Regions from separate parts of the Drosophila melanogaster genome. Here region 2 is linked to region 1. Evidence: chromatin contacts called from public Hi-C data. All regions are on one chromosome and are shown on one strand. The core of a region is the stretch at or near the end of the contact, and the rest is flanking DNA. Distances in the headings are between cores, read along the strand shown. Region 1 holds the start of CG9592. Region 2 holds the start of CG9628.

Region 1 (4,475 bases), core at 528-3,027:
AGTTTTCTTTTCATTTATTTTGGTGTTGCATTTTGAAAGTTCGTGAAACAAGTTAATCGCCTCCGTCTTTGTCTTGATTTTATGGTTAGTTCAGATGCGGTTAGTTTCGAGTGACAAGGGAGTGATAAGTGGGTTGGCAGTTGATTAAGGTATTTGTCGGACTTATATAATGTTAAAGTAGTAGTTTGGTGACTAAATTTGATAATTTACTGCCCAGGCCTTGGTATAGTTGTCTTACCGTAAACATTAAATAAAATTTAATGTGAATGGAACGTTTATGCCATTTATTTGAACCATTGTAACAAAAACACTCGGACAACTTTTTTTATTACGAAATAAAGTTTAATTTTGTCCTATTATTAATCGATCTGCCCTCTTTTATAATAGGCTAATGCCCTTTAATTCTATATTTAATTGAGGTTTCTCACACAAGTATGTTTCCATTTAAATCCATTGAAATCATTTTTCTCATCATTCTCAAAAATGAATTATCGCATTAAAAATCTCATTTTAAATTTCTTATCGGCTTACCCCACGCAAGTCAATTGTTATGATATTGCTACTTTCCCTGCCAAGTAGTTCCCATATTAAGCATAATAACCTTTACTTAAAGGCACTTCCCATTTCCCCCTGATTCGATTTCATTAACAAATTTGCCCGGTGTGCTTGGAAAAATATGCTTTAAATGCATTTAATTAAAAACATTTATGCAAATTGCAAGCGGTGGCCATTATAAAAGCAACAAAAACTGAGTGCAACGTTGAACAATGAATGCAGTGCGGGCTTCCCCTCCTTCCCGGTTTTCAGCAGAGTTTCACACCATTTGCTATGCGACTGACCGCAGTTTTCCCGCCCCGTGGCTTTCCCCCCGCTTTTCCAACCCATCCCCTGGCTACTCTTTCTTGCTCATTATCTTCGCTGGGGCAAATTATGGGAAACTAGCGCAACAGTTTTTTTTTTCGCCCCACCTTCCCCTTTGGAAAAAAGTCAATGCTTATGCTAATTTCTTTTGCTACGGAACTTCCTTTGTCCCCCGATTTCCTACCCACCACCTCACCCCATTTCGAATGCATTTTAATTGCACTTTTTCCTGCCGCTCTGCAAGAAACTAATAACTGGCAATTTATTAAAATGTTTTGCGGTTTAGCAGCAAAGTGCCGCGTTGATGCAGCGAAAACTCGTGTCTTGTACAATTTTGGACATTTGTTTTAACTCCATAAAAAATTGTGAAAAAAAACTGAAAAAATATGGAAAGGAAGCGCTAACTAAATGGCAGGAGAACAAGCCATAAAATGGATTTTTGCTATGCCAAATGCGTTAAGCGAGGCGTGAAAATTTCTCTACCCAACTCGCTGGCGATTTATGTGAGAATTATGTTAAATTAGCCAGCGAAGCGTGCGGTGCGACGATTCCCCTTCTCGAAACCCTCTTCATTTCAAGGCAGACTAACAAATCTGATAAATTCATCAAAACCAACAAAAACTCTAAGAAATTTGAAGGCAAACAACATGGCTTCAAGTGGAGTAAGTAACTAGTTCATTTTCTGGGAAACTAATTTGAAAAGGTGGTTTTAAAGACAATGGCATTACCTTAACCAATTTTCGTTTTGTATTAGTTAACTGTAATCGCTTGGATTATATAATGTAACTATACATACATACCTAATTTGCAACAATATAATTAAGGATTATGAAAACAAAATAATAACAATCTCAACAGAAATATTGCTTGGTTTGCTTGATAGTTTAGTCACAATGTCGTTTCAAATCAAACTTATTTCAAAGCGATATTTTTCGAACTTTCAAAAATTGTTAAAGAGAAATATCCTGTTAAGAGATGAGCCAAAAGGTAGTGCCCTGCGATGAATCGGATCCGAAGCGAGCAAGCAGATCAATCACGAAGGACGAAGATGTCAGATGTACTTTAGATGGCCTCCTCTTGCAAATGATACAATTAATAGAAGACCTTGAGCTGCTGCACTCGCAAGTCAACAAGGAGTCGTGTAGAGCTCAATTAGTCCTGGCTAGAGTTAGACTGCATCAGGGTTTTGAACGAATTCCAGCAGAGGCCCAATTGCCAAGGGGACGACCCTACAAGGCTCTTACTCGCGTCGTAGAGAATGATAACTACTGGGGAAAGGTTTTCAAGATGATCCGACTTCCTGTTAACCCGATCCTAGGATATCTCCTACCCGTAAGGAATATATTCGGCTGTTTGGTGTCAGACAATTTGCGAATCGCGAATCGGCATTGGGATAACTGTCTGGATCTGGTAGTTGAGTGTGCCAATGTCCAAAGAAAACTTCAATCGACTATCAACTCTATAGAGAATCTGCGAAACCTTCTTAATCAAAGGCAATGTCCTCAGATGTCAAATGATAAATTAAAAGTAATACTAAAATAAACTAAACAAAACACTTGATTAAATTAACCAGCATATGTGGGTTCAATAATGTGCAGAACTGGCGTTTCCCCTTTTACTTTAGATACAAGAACATAACATTTCTGTATTGCTGACCAAAAAATAAGTTATATCTTACCACATCTTTAGTTTCACTCTATTCCCTACCACAAATAATTTTAACCTGAAATGGTAAGTCTCACATAAATGTTGATATATGTAAATCAGCTAAGCAGTGCCATTTTCATGAATATTACTACACAACTCTTTTCTGATGGCACGTTTTTAATTAAGATAAATTGCGCTGTTCCCTGAACTCCACACATATGTATGTACATATTTCCCCTTGCCTTGCCCGTCGAGTTTCTTCTCGATAACCCTTGCAATGCCTGGCATCAATTATAGTCTAGTTAAAAATAAAATCAAATGCCAGGGCAGCCAGCATTGACAAGATTGTCGATTCGGTGGCTAGCCTGCCACCGCCGCCCCTTCTGGGTGCCCCGCCCCCTTTTTGTTTTCAAGTCGTGGTGGCGGCAATTATGCGGCATTTTCTTTGGCCCCTAGCCACAAACGAGTTTCTTTCCGCGGAGAGATATCTTTGTTTTGCCGTATTTCTGCGACATGCAGCGGCAACTACAACAAAATACCAGAAATAACTTGAAAATCCATTAAACAACTGTCGGCCACAAGTCGGCCTGCCCGGCCAAAAGGGATAAAGATAAAGGTTTTGTCAACTCCGCGATTCGCAGGACGGTTGTGGAGCCTTGACAAGTGATAACAATGTGTCAGGCGATGTCGACGGAAAACGTCCTTGGCTTCGATTCGATTTTCGCTCAGCAAACTTCAACTTCAACTCCGAGTTCGCGTTCGAGTTTTATTGATTTCTGCAAGCAGTCGCGGGGCAAAAAGTGAAAGGCCACTGCTAGGGTTTCCATAACCTGTTTCCACAAAATATTTGTACAATTTTTATTTCTTTTGCATTAAGAAAGTAAAATCAGATGTCGATTGAGGGAGTTGCGTGGGACACACGCGGTCCAATTCCCCAAACGAAATAAATAAACCCTACCCCACGATCGAGAAAGAGAACTGGATTTTTATGTGACCGTGGGTTGCTGCTGAATAGCAAAAAGTTACTCCACTTCCGATGGGAAGATATATATATTTAATCAATCGAAATCAATTACTCCTTTATTCAATGTGTAAAGGAAAGTTATTGTGTAATTGCACAACAAATTAGTAAAGAACTATCTTTAAGTTCAAAGTCAGCCCTCCCAAATACTTCTACGAAAATATGCATTTCAATAAAGAAATTAAATATTAACTTTAATTAGGCTTCAATTAAAAATCATATTTAGGGTTAGTCAAATAAATAATGTTTACACGATTTATTATTATTTTAAACGGATTAGTTTATGCAGTAACAAGAGTCCCTCGTATTAACTGCTATCCATTCCAAATAGCGAGACACTCGAGTATAGACACCAGGAGCATCTGGCTTGGCACATCCGTAGCCAAAGGACACAACTCCAGCCAAACGGAAAATGCGATCCCTGACGATCAAGGGACCACCGCTATCGCCCTGGAAAGGTGGTTCATAGAGAGTGGTCAAATGTAACCTTTAAAGAATGTTCCAAGTAGCTTTAAACCCACCTGACAAGCATCCCGCCCTCCGGTTTTTACATAACCGGCACACATCATGGTGTCCACGATCATGGACCTGTACGAAGTGGCCCGGCACTGGGCATTGGTGATGATGGGCACCACCACCTCCTGCAGGACACTGGAGGTGGAGCCACCCTCCTGACTCAAGCCCCATCCCGCCACAATGGCCTTCTGGAAGTCGAAGTTCTGCAGCCAGTTGCTGGGCAAACAGGCTGGGCGCATGGTGTCCACCAGCGGAATGGGTTGATCCAATCGCAGGAGGGCTATATCATGGACCAGGCTCACCGGATCGTAGCCCACGTGGGCATGGGCGAAGGCCACCGACCGGGTGACTCCCAGGTGGGTGGAGCTCCTGTCCAGCTGCAATAGTCTAACGGACACGCCCCTCATGTCCATGCCGTGGACACAGTGGG
Region 2 (4,475 bases), core at 1,165-3,664, 100 kb after region 1:
AGCCAACTGGCAGCTGCTGTTAAACAGCTTTTCATCTCCCAAAGGGACTCGTACTACGGTCTAGGTCTGTGGAAATACTTTCCCACCAAAACGTACAGGGACTTTGCCCGCGCCGAGGACTTGATCTATGAGTAGGTACACAGAAGGTTGGGCTCCCATTTCTATTCCCATCTAACTTAAATCGCTCTCAATCCAGTGTGATCTCCGAGATCATCGATCATGAGCTGGAGGAACTCAAAAAGTCGGCTGCCTGCGAGGATGACGAGGCTGCTGGATTACGAAGTATCTTTCTGAATATTCTGGAGCTCAAGGATCTGGATATCAGGGACAAAAAGTCAGCGATCATAGACTTTATTGCCGCTGGCATAGAAACGGTGGGTGTTTGGTAGTATTTCAAATGGAATTCATGTTAAACAATTTTTAATTTTTAGTTAGCCAACACTTTGTTGTTTGTACTGAGTTCTGTTACTGGAGATCCCGGTGCTATGCCACGAATCCTAAGTGAATTCTGCGAGTATCGGGACACGAATATCCTGCAGGATGCACTAACGAATGCCACATACACAAAGGCCTGTATACAGGAGTCCTACAGACTGAGGCCCACAGCCTTTTGCCTGGCCAGAATCCTGGAGGAGGACATGGAGCTCTCGGGCTACTCGCTTAATGCAGGGGTAAGTTAAAGCTTAGTTTTCGATCACTCTCACTTTTATTTCCAAGCTTTTGGAATTTACTATTTTATATTTTATTTTTGGAAATAAATATTAGTTTCTCCTATCAATAATTTGTTTCCGATCTTTAGACTGTGGTGCTATGTCAGAATATGATAGCCTGCCACAAGGATAGCAACTTCCAAGGGGCCAAGCAGTTTACCCCAGAGCGTTGGATTGATCCTGCCACGGAGAATTTCACGGTGAACGTGGATAATGCCAGTATTGTGGTGCCCTTCGGCGTGGGTCGAAGATCGTGTCCAGGAAAGCGTTTTGTGGAAATGGAGGTGGTGCTGCTGCTAGCTAAGGTGAGTATAATCCATAAGCCCCAGGGATCGTATTTCTAGGATCACTGACTAAAACAACCAAATTTATCTTTATCAGATGGTCCTAGCCTTTGATGTGAGCTTTGTGAAGCCACTGGAAACGGAGTTCGAGTTCCTGCTGGCACCCAAAACTCCACTCAGTCTAAGACTCAGCGATCGGGTTTTCTGATAATGGGTGCTTTAGAAAACTGATCCGAAAAACAGTGCCTACCCTCAGGCGTTTTGTATCAAATACAACTAAAATAGCTAAGAACTGAACCATTAAGTAAAATTAATGTAAAATATGCTTAGGTTTCTACACATATCTGTATACATATATATGTATATCCTTTATCCCTGATGAGCCAGCATCAGCAGCCTAGTCCTGTGAAGCAATCAAAAAAGAGCTAAACCAATTAAAATAAATTAACAAATTTATGCTGACTGGATGTAAAGTAGATTAGAATGTATATACAAACGTCATGTTTTGTTGTAATTACTTCTTAAATTTATTTTTAGTCGTAGCAAATAACTAGCAGCAATTGTTTTTGAGAGTTCTGTAAACGGAAAGACTGTGTTTAAGTTTTGTTTTTCACGATTTTAACAGTTTTACATATTTTCTGTACATAGTTTCGCAAAAATTTGTCACTCTAATTATGTACAGTTTAACTTTAATTGTATTTATTCAAGTGTTTTTACTGCCTTTGTCTTTATTTCATCTCTACATCTGTGAATATATTTGTTAAAAGAAAACAATAATTAAAGAAAATTAATTACATTAAACAGAAATCAAATGATAAATGTTATAATATAAATTATTGAGTTTCATTTAATAGTTATTTTCTGAGACCCATTATAGCACAGGAGGTTAGCTTTCTCGCCTTTTTATTTTAAAAATGCATTTTTCATCATACAATGGTGAGACTTATTTAGACCTATGTTTTATTGTAGTTATTTTTGTTTTCTTTGGCAAATACTAAACACACACTAAATGACCCTAAATATCTTTATTTTTTTTTTTAAATTTGTATGGTACCGATTTTAGGTTTCGGTTGACGTCTTTACTATTATAGCAGGGAAATTTCATAAAAGCTTTCAACAGTCGCTTCCCACTAAGCTGGGCTTTGTTTTTAAAATGTTTTTTTTTAAACCAACGACACAATTTTACTTCAAAATTTAATAGAGCATTTAAGTTTCAAACAAAACTCGAGATTAAATTGTTTGCATACATGGCGTGCATGTGCTAATTTTTAAGCCGCCATAATATGACTTAATATTTGTTCAGCAAGCGTTGACACACGTCTTGGGAATAATTCTCATTGGGAAATATTCTCTTATTTTTGGGCTGTGGCTCAATAGCTCGTTTGGCGGGCTTTGGATTCGGTTTTGGGTTCAGGTTACAACAGTTGTCGTTGGCGTGTCGTCGGTTTCAGAGGTTTTTTGAAAGACGGTTTTTAAAAAACCAATTTCCGCTCTGAGTCGCAGTTTAAACTGAACTACTGAAACTATTTAACGCGCGTGAAAGAATTCATTGATTTATCTGTGTATTTAGTGTGAGATATAACTTAACAGCTAACCCAAATCATTTGGCTGCACTTGTGTACCGCACCTATCTGCAACTCAACGAAAATTTGAAAAATGTAATATAATAACCCAAAAATGAAATTCTGAGTAAAAACTAAAACTAGTTTGTCGTTTGCTCGGCAGTTACTAATGTTTAAACAAGTTGAAAATGCACTAAACAAGAAAACGTAAAATTTGTTCAGCTTCCGTTGAAGTTTTGATTCTCCCCCAAAGATCTTCTCATACGAATGGAGTCTGTGAGATCGGAGGGCCCCACCCAGAGCTAATTGTACAGTAAACAAGCACAGATACAACAATAACTACATCAGCAAGACGATCGCAGTAGTTTGTTGTTATTGTTAGACATGCTAATTTTGCACAATCTACACACAACACTACACTGGCTAACACAAATTAGTTTGTTTAATGTGACTCACTGACAATTTTCTCACCATCAATGCGGCCCCTTCCCTTTGATGCAGCTTTAATTAGGTGACAAATACTGGGGTTTATAAAGCGAAAAAACAGATATCTTACGTTGGCGTAAAAAAACAATTAGGTAGTGCTCAACTAAAGTATACGAATTCTTGGAGCACTTACGAGCAGTTATTAAGTTAATGAGCTTTTTAATTTCTTTACCGTTCTTGAAAACACATTAAATATTTGAACGCTGTTAGTTCAAAATCTGTCAATATGTAAACAATATGGCAAAAACTCTGAACCCAGTTGTTGTTTATATTAGCACTCAATTACACGTTCCCTTTTGCTAACTGAACCCTTTCGATTCAATACCAATATCATTTATGGGCACTGACCTTCAATGACAGGCCCGACACGAAACAATAACAGTGACAGTAACGCCAGTACACTCATGGTAAATCCCGACGAGCCTTGGCCAATTGCTTTGGCATTGAATTTACCAACAACCCCTAAGGGAGTCGCCTAGAAAACTCCCCCAAGCACCAACCACCCTCGTAAGCCCACATCGCAAAATGTTGCATGTTTTAGCCCCAAACCAAATGTTTCCCCATACCAAACGTGGTGTGGGTCTCAATGGGGTCAAAGGCAAGTGCAGTAGCAATAGATATTGTAGGAATATCTAAATAATTTGCAAAAATGCCGCCATGAACATTGCTTTTCAAGTTGTAAGGCTTCAAAATTCCCATTCATAAGATTTATGGCTTGCCATTACTTTTTGTTTACAACAGTATTAAGTAAAGTGATAACAAAAATATTGTCAACAAAACGTAAGGATATTACTCTCTAAAACCATAAAATAAAATAAATACAAAATTTTACATTATAGATTTTTTTTAAACGCTTTCTGATTGATTGAGGACACATCTTAGTTTAATTAAAAAAAAAATAATTGGTTATATGTAAAAGTTAAACGCGAAAATGATTCCTCTTGGTACAATATATACATACCCTCTATGGGTATTGACCGTGTTTGGAAAATGCAGCTGGAAAATCGCGAACTGCCCTTCGCGGGCAGTAAAAACTATGGCGATGACCAAGTACAGTAGGCGCCTTTTGCATATATGTATTTGTGTTTCAGGTGGTTCTGCCCTCTCACTCCCCCATCGTCCGTCCCTGTCGCTCTCGCCTGCAACCAGTTTGCAGTTGTGCATATCAATGCAAGTGATGGGTGAGGGTTAAGACACGCGCGGGGGGCAAAAAAGGGGGCGGTAAGCAAACAAGTTTTGTTGCATTTTTCAATTGCCCAAGACTGCGATTGAAAGCTGAGAAATACAGATAGTACAGATGATGTAGCTCTTTGGATCTCTGGTTGTCCGGAAATGAGAGATATAAACCCAAGTTAAGATGGGAATGGCTTAAACAAATTCTTTGGATAGAATCGAAGAACCAAAACAAAAACGGAGAATCGAGTCATTGACCC

Evidence for each region. Hi-C and Micro-C count contacts between places; a contact is called where the count stands out from the background.
Region 2: a contact with region 1 is called in a Hi-C map of the Kc167 cell line, with 1.6 times the contacts expected there. A contact is called at or near these places in 10 of 107 Hi-C or Micro-C datasets (the Kc167 cell line, the OSC cell line, cellular blastoderm embryo and 5 more).

What each region holds. Positions count from the first base shown.
Region 1 is chr3L:14,516,048-14,520,522 of dm6, forward strand. CG9592 reads left to right here and starts at 1,778. Exons shown (of 1, transcript NM_140449.4): 1 at 1,778-2,428. The coding sequence starts at 1,945. The coding sequence ends at 2,403. All of the region lies in intron 2 of bbg (big bang), which reads right to left. It overlaps CG4613, which reads right to left. Exons shown (of 3, transcript NM_001274912.1): 2 at 4,051-4,475; 3 at 3,713-3,979. The coding sequence ends at 3,806.
Region 2 is chr3L:14,620,382-14,624,856 of dm6, forward strand. CG9628 reads left to right here and starts at 2,415. Exons shown (of 5, transcript NM_168590.3): 1 at 2,415-2,526. It overlaps shd (shade), which reads left to right. Exons shown (of 7, transcript NM_206352.2): 3 at 1-131; 4 at 197-374; 5 at 432-671; 6 at 800-1,015; 7 at 1,092-1,824. The coding sequence ends at 1,202.